Linked DNA regions of Bos taurus: region 2 is linked to region 1. Evidence: chromatin contacts called from public Hi-C data. All regions are on one chromosome and are shown on one strand. The core of a region is the stretch at or near the end of the contact, and the rest is flanking DNA. Distances in the headings are between cores, read along the strand shown. Region 1 holds the start of SEPHS1 (selenophosphate synthetase 1). Region 2 holds the start of BEND7 (BEN domain containing 7).

The links. A called contact is a pair of places that touch in the nucleus more often than the background predicts.
Region 2: a contact with region 1 is called in a Hi-C map of liver, with 2.0 times the contacts expected there. The contact joins the promoter of BEND7 here to the promoter of SEPHS1 in region 1. A contact is called at or near these places in 4 of 11 Hi-C or Micro-C datasets (liver, skeletal muscle and skin fibroblasts).

What each region holds. Positions count from the first base shown.
Region 1 is chr13:28,031,116-28,036,785 of ARS-UCD2.0, reverse strand. SEPHS1 (selenophosphate synthetase 1) reads left to right here and starts at 2,443. Exons shown (of 9, transcript NM_001075316.1): 1 at 2,443-2,639; 2 at 5,366-5,635. The coding sequence starts at 5,443.
Region 2 is chr13:28,224,262-28,230,144 of ARS-UCD2.0, reverse strand. It overlaps BEND7 (BEN domain containing 7), which reads left to right and starts at 1,639. Exons shown (of 9, transcript NM_001369852.1): 1 at 1,639-2,085; 2 at 4,473-4,556. The coding sequence starts at 2,025.

The sequences.
Region 1 (5,670 bases), core at 1,194-3,693:
CAGGAGAACCATCTGTTCAGTAGGAGCTGGTAGGACCTGAGACCACAGGGGGATGGTTCTCAACAGGATGTGACTCTGATGAACCCCCTGGGGAAGACTCATAGAAAGCTGATGGGGGGGAAGCACAGAGAGAGGCTTGTGTTTAGGGCAAAGAAGGGAGGGATGAGAGATCTGGTGGATTACCTGACCCCGAGACATCAAGGCATCGTGGCTTAAATAAGAGTCCACAAACTCTGCTTGGCAGAATTTGACTCAAGGTGTGCTGGAGCTGCCGAAGGGCTCCAACCCCAGGGGCTGGGGAGGAAGGAGCGGTTTCTGAGAACGCTTGCCTCCCACACAAAGCAGGGATCAGCCTCAGCCTCGCCCAGCCATTCAGGTCTGAAGCTCTGCCAGGCTCTGTCCAAGGTCTCTTTCATTTTTATTCCCCCTCTCCTCTCATTCCTGGTTAATCTCAACCCTTTCCGGGGCTTCAAACCCCATTTACATGCTGATGGTTCCCACATTTGCATCTCAAACTCAGAGTCCACCCCCACCCCAAGCGGCAGACCTCATTTTACCAATTGCCTTCTGCCTAGAATATCAGTTGAGCACCTATAATTTAACATTTCCAAACCTGAACTCACCTCAAACTTGTTTGCATGCTAATAGTTTCGTTTCAACTAGTAGCCTCACTATTTACTCTGTTCCCCTCAAACCAGAAATCTGGGGGTCATCTTACACTTCTTCTGATAACACACTAAATCATCTGAAATTCTTTCCCAGGTCCGAATTCCTGCAGCTTTGGGTCAGGTGCCCTCGACTCTACGACTGACTTGCATAATTCCCTCTTCACCGTAGATGTGGCCCTGTCTTCCCTTCTGGCAGAGAGAGGATGTCCTCCCAAATGTGGTACAGCCTTCTTCTACAAGCTAAGCTTGTAAAAACCAAATCTGCCAAACTCTGCTGACTACGGCAGAAACACCAAACTCAGCATGAGACATGAATCTTCAGAGAGGGTCCTACTCACCTCTCTTGAGTAAGCCACCTTACCCTTAATCTCCCAAGATCTTTTTTTTTCAGTTGTGACTTTTTTTTTTTTGCTAAAAAGTAAACACACAATACCAAAAGGCCTCGGACAACTCACAAAATCGATTTTAAAAGGGCGGAGATAAGAGGAATTAAGCGACATTCATCCCCCTTTCCAGATTCTGGACATCTGGAGTGCTGCCTGGGGAGTGCCTGCACGTGGGTTACCCCAGGCGATTCAGAGGCAAATCTAGGTTTGTCAACCAGTAGGTTATGTCACTCTGACAAAACTCCAACACATCACATTAAAGAATCTAGGCTACTGTGTTCTTTCCTAACTTCCCGAAACGCTACGGAGAAAAGACCGCGAGGAGCCTGCAACAGCCCAGTCTCCTAGACTGCACCCAGATCAAAACCCTGGGGAACTGCCAAGCAGAAATTTTAAGAATGAAATAGGCATCTGCGTAGCCTACAAACCTGACAACAGAACCTACAGCAGTTAAAAAAACTGGTTAAAAAAACAAAAAACACTCCTGCTCCGAAATATATTTGGAAAATGCTGAACCACTCTAGAAAAGATTGGTCAGTTTCCAACTTCTCGGTTTCAAGGGAAGCACGAAAAGGCGTCGTAGGAAAGCATTTTACTTTATTGGCTTCAGCAACGTATTAGAAAGTTGAAAATCTGAAAAAAGTAATCTCAGAAGGTGAATCTCTCCCTTGGGTGTTCATTCAAACACATGCGGTACTAGGCTGCCATGTTGACTTGGACCTGTGGAGAGCAAACAATGTAACTGAGGAACCTTAATCTCTGACTTCCTACCAAACGCATGAAACGTTCAAGAAACTTCGCAGGACGTGTGCGTGTTCACCAAGGCTCGTGTGATCTCCCGAGCCAGGCTGAACAATAGAAGGGAGAGTCGTTATTAATCAAACGCGCCGTCTGTGTTTCTAAGTCTTTCGTCGCGGCAGAGGGGGCATTCCCTCTGCTCTCACCCGACTTTCAAATTGTCTCCGTGCTCATTGTCTGCCGGTAGGAACGACGGCAGCGCTCGGGGAGCAGGTACAGCGTCCCGCAGAACGCAGCACGGTTGAACCCCGCCAGGTTTTGGGAAACATTCCCGGCCCTTCCAGCGGGTCAAGGAAAAGGAGGTGGCCCGGGCGCCAAAGGCTGCTGCCAATGCAACTCGCAACTTTTGAAATCAATCCTTTTTGCATCGTGCAACGGATGCCACCGCTCCTCGGGCTTGCAACCCCCCACCCCTCCCCCGAGACCAATCATTGCCGCGCTCGGGCCTGCACATCGCCCCCGCCCCCTTTCCCGGGCCGCACGCAGCCACCGAGCCGCTCCGGCCGCGGCCCGCCGCCTCTTAAAGGGAGGGAGCCGGCCCTTAAAGGCCCCTCGCGCGCGGCGCACGGCGGAGCGCGGCGGCCCTGGTTCCCGGCAGGGGCCCGCCGAGGCAGGCCGAGCCCCCGCGGCGCCCAGGCGCGGGCCGGGGCCCTCCCGCCCTCCGCGCCGCCGCCGGGAGAGGCCTTTTTATTCAGGCGACGCTTAAGGGAGCCCGGCCGCGCCCGGTGCATTGTGGGAGCGGCGGAGTCCCGTTCGCGGGAGGAGGCGGAGGGCGCAAAGCGAACCGGTAAGCGCCTGGCTCGGGGAGGGGGGGCGAGACACCAGGCTTAAAGGGGAATATTCGTCCGCAGGCCCAGGGCGGCCGTGCGGATCCCCCCGCGGGCCGCCCGGGCGCGCCGGGAGCCGTGCACGACCGGCGCTCTGCAGCGCTGCCTGGAGAGGGGCCGAGCCAGGGCTTGGTGGGGCCGCTTTAAAAAAGAAGCACCGCCCGCGCCGCCGCCGCCGCCGCCGCCGCGGCCGCCGCGCGGGGCCGGGGAAGGAGGGAGGGAGGAGAGGGCGGGGGAGGAGTGGAGGGGGAGGGCGGCGGCGGCGACGCAGGGGTTAATTTTTTCGCCCGCCGACATTTTTTGTGCGGCGGCGGCCCGCGCGCGCGGCGAGAGAGCCCAGCCCGGTCCCCGGGGCGCGGCGCCTTCAGGCCCTCCCCGCCTCCCCCCCGCCCGCGCGCGCCCTCTCTTCGGCCCCGCGGGCGCCTCCTGACGCCTGGCGCCCCGGCCTGGCCGGCCCGCGAACCCGAAGACCCATCGCGGCTAGTGGGGCCGTGCGGGCCTCGCGCCCTCCCCGCGGCCTGGGCCGCGCGGTTCCCGCTGCCGCCGGGACAGAGAGCGGGCGGGCGGGCATGGCCCCGTCGGCTGCCCCGCTCCGCCTCCTCCTGGCCGCGCCGCACAAAGAATCCGGGCCCGGGTGGCCTTTAAAGGCGGCAGCCAGGGATTTAAGGTGTCCCCGAGCGCTGCCCTCCGCCGCCCCGACGTGTGCTTCCCGCTGGGCACGCGCCCCTTGCGCCCAAGTCGCCGCGTCCTCCCCGTTGTTTGTTTCCTGGGCTTGGGAACCTTGGGGGAGGTAGGTACCGGGCCGGGGCTGCCCTCTTAACTGCCCCCACTCACCGCGCTCCCCCGGCTCTGCGGCCAGCTTGGCGCCCTCGTTTGAAAAAATTAAAACGTGGCTGGGAAAAAAAGGGTTAACCGTTGCTTTAAATATTCATGTCATTGTTTTAAAGGTGTAAACAGGCGGCTTTGGGGTTCTAGTGGACTGCATATTATGCAACCCACCCCCCGCCCCGCCATTAATTTCACCTTTCTTCAGGGCCCCCCCCCCATCTCCAAAAAAAGCAAGATTTTTTTTTTTTTGGATTGAGATTTGTGTGATCTACGTCCCTCATTCTATTTGGAAATTTGAAACTCCTGAGTGCCTTCTGGGCTTAAGGTGTTTTAAACTTTTTGCCGTTAAAAATCTTGGAAGATTTAAAAGGAAGCTAGTCTCCTGAGTTCCAGATTCCCCTCCCCGCCTTTATTTTTGGATAGGGATTGGAGGTAGGAAAATAACTGGATGCCTCGTGAGTTGGATTTTTTTCTGACCCTGGTAGGAGTGAGGCGGTGTTAAGTGTGAGGCATTTGGTGAGGAAAGGACTGTTGTTTTTGTTGCAAACCCTTCCAAGTCAAAGTGCTGTTGGACTTTCCCAGCTGTAAAATGGCTTCAGAATTCCCATGTCTGTAACTTGATTAGCCTCGCGCCCTCCTTTTGCACAGGTGTTTTCTTGGACTGTCGGAAGGTTCACTGCTTTACAGTTGTAGGTTTCAAACCAAAATCATTGCTCACCCCAAACATGGTTTTGTAAAGACAGTTTGGATGACTGCCTGAACTCAGGCTTTGTGAGATTTATTTTAAATGAGTGATGTGCTTCCCAAGGGATCGAAAACTCTATAAATGGGAATTATGTTCTTAAACATGAATTTTATAGGGGAAACTGACCTTAAAACTTGGGGTGTCTGTTATTCTGTGCCCAATAAAGCATCAGTCTGGAAGTTTATAAACCCCGGGAGCGCAGGAAAGGTTTTCATTTAGCCCCAAGGCTTCAAACTTAGAAAGATTTGTTCCAGAAACTTCCAGTGGTAACCCAAACTATAAATGCTAGTGATTTAGTACAGTTTATCACTATAGATCTGCAATGAAACAGTAAGGAGTAGTAGTATACTTTGTCAATGATGTGTGTTTACTAGTTAGTTGGGCAGCATTTGCTTTCTAGGAAATAGCACTGAATTAAAACATCAGAGAACTAACTTTCCACTGCTCTGTTGTAGAAAATGAACCTTGCTGTGTTAAAACAGCCATTCCAGGTTTCAAATTGTGTTCTTTAGACAGGCTTCCTATAGTTTTGGATCATTTTGTGTACTTCTGACTTGGAATCAAAATCTATTTTTCTAAAATCGAATTTAGCATCATAAAGAATTTCATCAAATCCATATCCATCAACTTCCATTTCACCAAAAATGCCTGTTAGGTATTTTATTTTTCTTTTAGATAGCAAAAGGTCTTCCTGAAAAGTCACGTTAGCCAGGGCATCTCATTTCTAAACCATAGTACTTCCTGGTTGATAGGTGAAGTGACTCGTTTTCCTGTAATGCCATCAGCTAGAAGAACGTTTGGGACTTTTTGCTCAAGATGGCACTGTGTCCTGTAAGCCAGCTGGCCCATAGTTCTGTCTTCTTGGTGCCCCTCGCAGCCACAATTATAACAACACAGATGCAGAACATGTCTCTAATGGTACAGTCACTTTTTAAGACTTACCTGGCTTGTACATCACTGTGTCAAACCATTCTGGTCCCAGATGGCTGTTTTCCTATCGTCTTGGTGATTTCAGCCCATTCCATGTTTACTTTTCACTGTCATATATTCACTTGATTCTTGCCAAGTACTGGTGAGAACTCAATGGTGTCTTTGTGTTTTGGTGCTACCCAGGTGGATCTATAAAGAAACCAGCTGCGTAGGAGAAGGAGGGGAGGAGCCCGGCCGTGAGGTGTGTGGGCCCAAGAACCATGTCTGCACGGGAGTCCTTTAACCCGGAAAGTTATGAATTGGACAAGAGTTTCCGGTTAACCAGATTCACTGAACTGAAGGGCACTGGCTGCAAAGTGCCCCAAGATGTCCTGCAGAAATTGCTGGAGTCCTTACAGGAGAACCACTTCCAAGAAGATGAGCAGTTTCTTGGAGCAGTTATGCCAAGACTTGGTATGTGAACCACTGTTTTCTTTCATATTTCCCGA
Region 2 (5,883 bases), core at 390-2,889, 190 kb before region 1:
ACCAGGCTCTGCTTCTGCCATTTGACGGGTTACCTGGTTCCTTGATTTCCTGGTGTGTATATGCTTATGCAGGTTGCCTCCAACTTATCTTTTTCTCTTTCCTGGGGCTTCCTTAGTATCTCCATGGTAAAGAATCTGCCTGCTAATACAGGAGACACGGCTTCGATCCCTGATACCGGAGGATCCCACGTGCTGCGGAGCAAATAAGTTTCACAACTACTGAGCCTGTGTTCTAAAGCCTGGGAACTGAAACTAAGGAGTCCTTGAGCCCTAGAGCCGGTGCTCCAGAACAAGAGAAGCCATTGCAAAGGGAAGCCTGAGCACCAAAACTAGAGAAAAACCTGCCCAGCAAGGAAGACCCAGTACTGCCAAAAATAAATAATACATTAAATTATAAAAAAAGAAAAAGAGTGAGTCCTGAGCCTCCTCATTTGAGTGAGACTGGCAGTGTTACCGCATTTATCAACATACCCTCCCCCCTTATTTCCTCTCCACTCTTTTGAGGTCACCTGAACTTGTCACAGTGCTGGTTCCGACGTCCATCTCTTTACTCTCTTTGTATTTGCGTCTAGAGATGCCCAGTTTGGTGGCGGTACTTTTCAGCTTATCAGATCACATTTCTGACCTGCCAGTCCCCGCTGGTATAGAATTCTCTTCCATCCCCACAATAAAGTTGTTGTGAAAAAGCAATGGAGTGTACTCTTAACTCCCTAGAAAAGAATACAATATAAAACTAACACAAGCTTTCCATTCCTGCCGATTTTTCTGGCTTTAGTACACCCAATGGCAGAGTCCTCTGCACCTGCCTTGGCCATGTCTTCCCTAAGAGTCAGAAGAGAGGTGGGGCACCCACTGACGTCGCATTGCTCACCCCATCCACCGTCTCCAAGCCCCACATTCGAAGTTCTCTCCTTGAACTTAACTCCCAATCTTCCTACATCCCTCCTCGCATTGGAGTAAAGAACTAAAGCTCACTCTTTTCCATACTCGGCTGATCAGTAAATTCTAAAATCTCTTTTCCTTGCAGAGTTCAGATGGGTAAGTTTTTGGGTTTTGGTTGATTTTTTTTCCCCCCTAAAACTTGCCTGAAACCAGTGTCTGGCCCTCCGACACCCTGAACCTCACGGCGAGAAGAGTGGGCTGGCCAGAAGGGTCGCCGACACCCAGAGTCGTTGAGAACAAGATCGGCCCCGGGAAGATACAGGCGAGCTCGGAGCCGGGAGCCAGGCCCCCCCTGGGCAGCCGCACCCCGACTCGCCGGCCCCCGAGACACCGGCGTCGGGATCCCAGCGCCTGGCAGGGACGGCGGTCCCCGGGGGCGGGTGGGCCGGCCGGGCCGAGGGCGCTGCGCCGCGGCCTCTGGCTCCTCCTCCGGGCGCTGCGCGGCCAGGCCGGTGGGTGGCGGCTGCCCGGGCCCCGGGGGATGGCGGCGGCCGCGCTCCGCCAGCAGGTGGCCCCGGGGTCCCGGCGGCGCCGCCTCCTCCCGGCGCCCCTCCTCCCGCGGGGGCGGTCAGCGCCCCGACCCGGCTCGCACCCTGCCGCCGCCGCCGCCGCCGCCGCCGCCCTCGGCCCTCCCGCCGCGTCCCCGGGGCCGCGCTCGCCGCCGCCGCCGCGTCCGGAGCTGTACCCAGGCCGGCCCGCGGCGAGCGCCCAGGGCGCCGGCAGCCCCGGCCCGCCCTCCCCGCCCCCAACTCGCTCCCCAACGGAAAGTTCGGCTCCGGCGGCGTCTAGCCCGGCAGCCGGGGATGAGCCGGGGTCGGGGGGCGAGCTGAGCGGCGGCCAGGAGGGGGCAACTTCGCCCGGGAGAGCGCCTCCCGCCCGGCCCCGCCGGCCGCAGCCCCCGGGCGGGCTCGAGTGGTTTTTCCCTTGCTTGTGCCTCCCCCCTGCGGATCCAAGAGACGGACCTTGGTCCCCGCGCTCCCGCTGCCGGGTGACAAGAGCCAGCGCCGCCGCCGCCGCCTCTGCCGCCGCTCCCTCTGTCCCTCCGCCCGGCCGCAGCCCCTGCCCTGCCCGCCCGCCGCACCATGGAGTTCTCGGAGAGGAAGCGGAGCAGGAAATCCCAGAGCTTCAAACTGGTGAACCGAGGTAAGCGGGGCCGGGCCGGGCCGGGCGGGGGGCGTGCGGGCGGCCGAGGGAGGACTTGGCCGCCGCGTAAACAGCCCCCGGCCCCCGGTGCGGCCAACTCCGAGGGCCGGGGCTCCTGGTACCCCCCCTCCCCCCGCCCCGGGTCCCCTCCCCGAGTCGGGCTTCGGCCGCACACACGCCGGGCGGCGAGGAAAGTTGTGCGGCTGCGGGTGAGGGGGGAGGCAGGATGTGATTCCGCGTAAACAAGTCGGAGGGCACATCAGGAAATTAGCAAACAATGACACTTGGAGAGCGGGGAGCCTTCTTTGGTATTCCTCTCCTGTGGTTTGGCGGCCGGGTGGGGGAGGACGCGTGTCCATCAGGCCGTGCGGACACCCACCCGGACCAGTGGTCGTGGTGGTTTGGGGTTGGTTTGCTTTTTTCCTCCCCTCCTGCAAAAAGGAGAAAAGGTGGTGGTGGCTGTTGTAAGACCGAGAAAGAAGCTCATTAGGTGTCCAAGCCCAGAGAAGAATTGATGACATGCAGCATCTTTCCCGAGTATGTTATTTGGGCAGGAAAGATGTTTTCGAATAGATCACGTAACAGTCAGATAAATATCATTAAAAAGAAAAAAACAAAAACAAAAAATCCAGCCGGTCCCTGACGATTTAACAGGTGTACACCGCGGTCTCTGGGCTTGGGTTTATTTTATGAGGGGAGAGGAAAGTTGAATAGTCTTGCCTGTGTTCGGTGACTTGTTAAAGAGTCTTTATTTTTCCTGATTTGACTTTTCAAAAAACGATAAGAATGTAAGGGCAGACAAAAAATTATGCCTATCAAAATGCATTGTGTCACTTTAAATTAGAGGCAGGTGACTTTTTCTCCCCGTCATGTCACAAGTCCCAATATTGAGTTTAGAATAATCCTGTTTAAGTGTCGTCTTTAAGTCAGCTTGAAGTCAAAACCAAACCAGAGAACCTGTCCACTTTGTTCCTCTGTTGTAGTATCTAGCATTGGCATCAGACTAGAGAGCAAGGCGATTGTTTTACCAACCTGGAGAAGTCACATGTAAGCTGATGAAAATTAGAGGGCGATTGCAATTTCCAGCTAAGCTAACTATGGTGTAGATTCAATAAAGCCTGCTTTCGGTTAGTCTGAAACTGATTTTGATTATAGACATTTTGAAGATCTACTCCTATCTGTTAACTCCGATTTAGTTTGGATACTGTTTGATGAAAAAAGCCTGGCGTAGTTGTACATATTCAAAATATTTGGCTTTGCTTTTTACCCTGTACAGTTTTTTTATCCCCAGCAGGGTTGATTTCTCAGTCATTTGTACTTTAAAAGCACCTCCATTTATGACTGGCCTGTTGGTCTGTCTGATTCATTTTGGAATCTAGGTGGCTTTCTTATTTATGACCTCAGGGAACTTACTTTGTTGTTCAGTTGCTCAGTCGCGTCCAACTCTGTGACCCCATGGACTGCAGCATGCCGGACTTCCCCGTCCTTCCCTATCTCCCGGAGTTTGCTCAAACTCATGGAACTTACTACTTTATCTTAAAAGTGAGATACGTTTTGTAAACCTTGTTCTGGGAGGGCTAAGGCCCCCAAAAGGGAATCACTGTTAAGAAGGATTGTCTAGTTTCTTACTTAAGCAATCCTACTTTTTGGAAACAGTTGCCAAAGTGCAGTAGCCTCTTTAGAGAAGCTTGTAAAATACTGTATTTTAAAGTCTGACTGACATAGCAAGTCTGTCTTTTTCCTTTTTTAAAAAAAAAAATTACGGGTCTGATTTTTCTCTCTGCTCTGCAGGTGCATTTTTAGAACTTAAACGATTGTATGTTGAAGTGTGGTAGCCGAATGCAAGACCCGCTTACTTATTCCAAATTATACTATATTTGAAATAACAAATCAGTATTTTTCATGTGTGCTTGCCTGCAAGCTGCTCAAAGGCTAGGATTTCTCTGGATAAACTAAGAGTACCAGGTAACTCTGAAGCGTACTATCATCTACTCATGCAAATGGGTTGTGGAGATAAATTTGGAATCTTCTCCTGGCCTATGATTGGGCAAGGTTTTTTCTTTTCCTTATAAAAATACTTGTCATTTGGAAGAAAAGAAGCCTGGTATGTAATTGGCATTTGTGGACCAAATTTCCTGTGAAAACTGTGTGATCAAGCAGAGCTGTTTTCTAAAGTCAAAATAATAGTTTCAAGCTTGTGTACTTCTCCAGAGTAAGCAGAGCGGTAGGGATTACCAGGGACTGCAAATTCTGTGATGAACTGAGATCTCAAAAAATTATGAAGTGTAGCTTACACATAATGTATATAATGAGATTCTCGCCTTTCTTGCTTATTCATATCTTGCAGGTCATTAGAATTCTAATTTTTGGCTGTTTTCTCACCCCAGATTATCACCATGAGGTCTATAAGATCTCAGACTTCAGCAGCGATGTTAATGGGGAGGCCAAAGAGACACAACCCATTTTTTTAGGTAGGTTCTTATGTCAATTAATTTCTCAGCAAAACAGTGTGGCCATTTGCAATTAGGGGGAAGGGGGGAAAAGAAAAGATTGTGCCAGAATGGGAAATGTCTGCCACCGCTTAATGTATGACATTCTTTTCAAGACCTTTTATTTTACAGATTGCCAATAGATCCCTTATTAACATGGCTAAGAGTTGTAATTTCAGACATAAATGTTTATTAGTGTCTACACACAGTGCTAATTATCACTCACTCCCGGAGCCAGAAGCTGACCGTGCAGTTTTGTGGCTCTGTGTTCACCCCATTTACATCGCATATTCGCTGGCATGCTTCATTGGCAATAGTTTGTGTAATTGGGGTATTACATCTTTGACATCTGGATAACAGAAATTCAATTTCCAGAAAGCTGCTATTTGTTTGGTTTTTGCTTCCTCCTTGGGTGGGGTAGAGGATTAATATGCTGTCTGATGATAATGTCCCTTCACCACTGTGGCCTGGTTGCTAATCCTGCCATGACAAAATTAAATTAACTCTCCAGCCAAAAAGCAGAAGGAAAAGGAAAGTGTGATGGTCCGTCGAACCATCTCTAGGTAGGACTGGTGATCACGGAGCCACTCCTCGTTCATCCGCCCAGCTCTATGCTCACTTCACACCATGTCAGAGAGGGGAGGCCAGTCTCTGCTCTCACCACCGTCCTTCCTGACCCACCCCAGGGCCAAGTGGAGCAAAGCAGCACCTTGAGGCCATCCGACAAGAGTCACTTCGTGATGGATGAGTAGGTTCCCTAAAATGATGCCGCTCTGTCCACGTGTGGTTTTTAGTACAGAAACTGTACCCAAGGGGCCTTGCCCATCCATGCAGTTTGTTACTTGTGGACCATAAGCCAAAACGGCTTCCCCAGTAGCTCAGCGGGTAAAGAATCCATCTTCAATGCAGGAGACACAAGAGGACAAGTTTGATCCCTGGGTCGGGAAGATCCCCTGGAGAAAGAAATGGCAACCCACTCCAGTATTTTTGCCTGAAAATTCCCATGGACAGAGGAACCAAAAATGAAACAAATTAGGATTTTGCCACTAAGGATGAAGTACCTGTGAGGTCGGAGTGGAGGACAAATCATGGCCCTGGGTCTCCACTGTACCCTTCCCCAACACCTCCTAGAGCCTGGGTGGCAGTGTGAGAGCTGGGTGCCCCATGAGGAAGCAGAAGTGGGAGACAGTCCTGGCAAGAGCCATTGAAAGCAAGGGCCGGAATGGCCATGTCTCTGGGGAGAGTTGATAGGTCATTTAAAAAAAAAATTTTTTTTAATTGGAAGATAATTGCTTTATAGTATTTTATT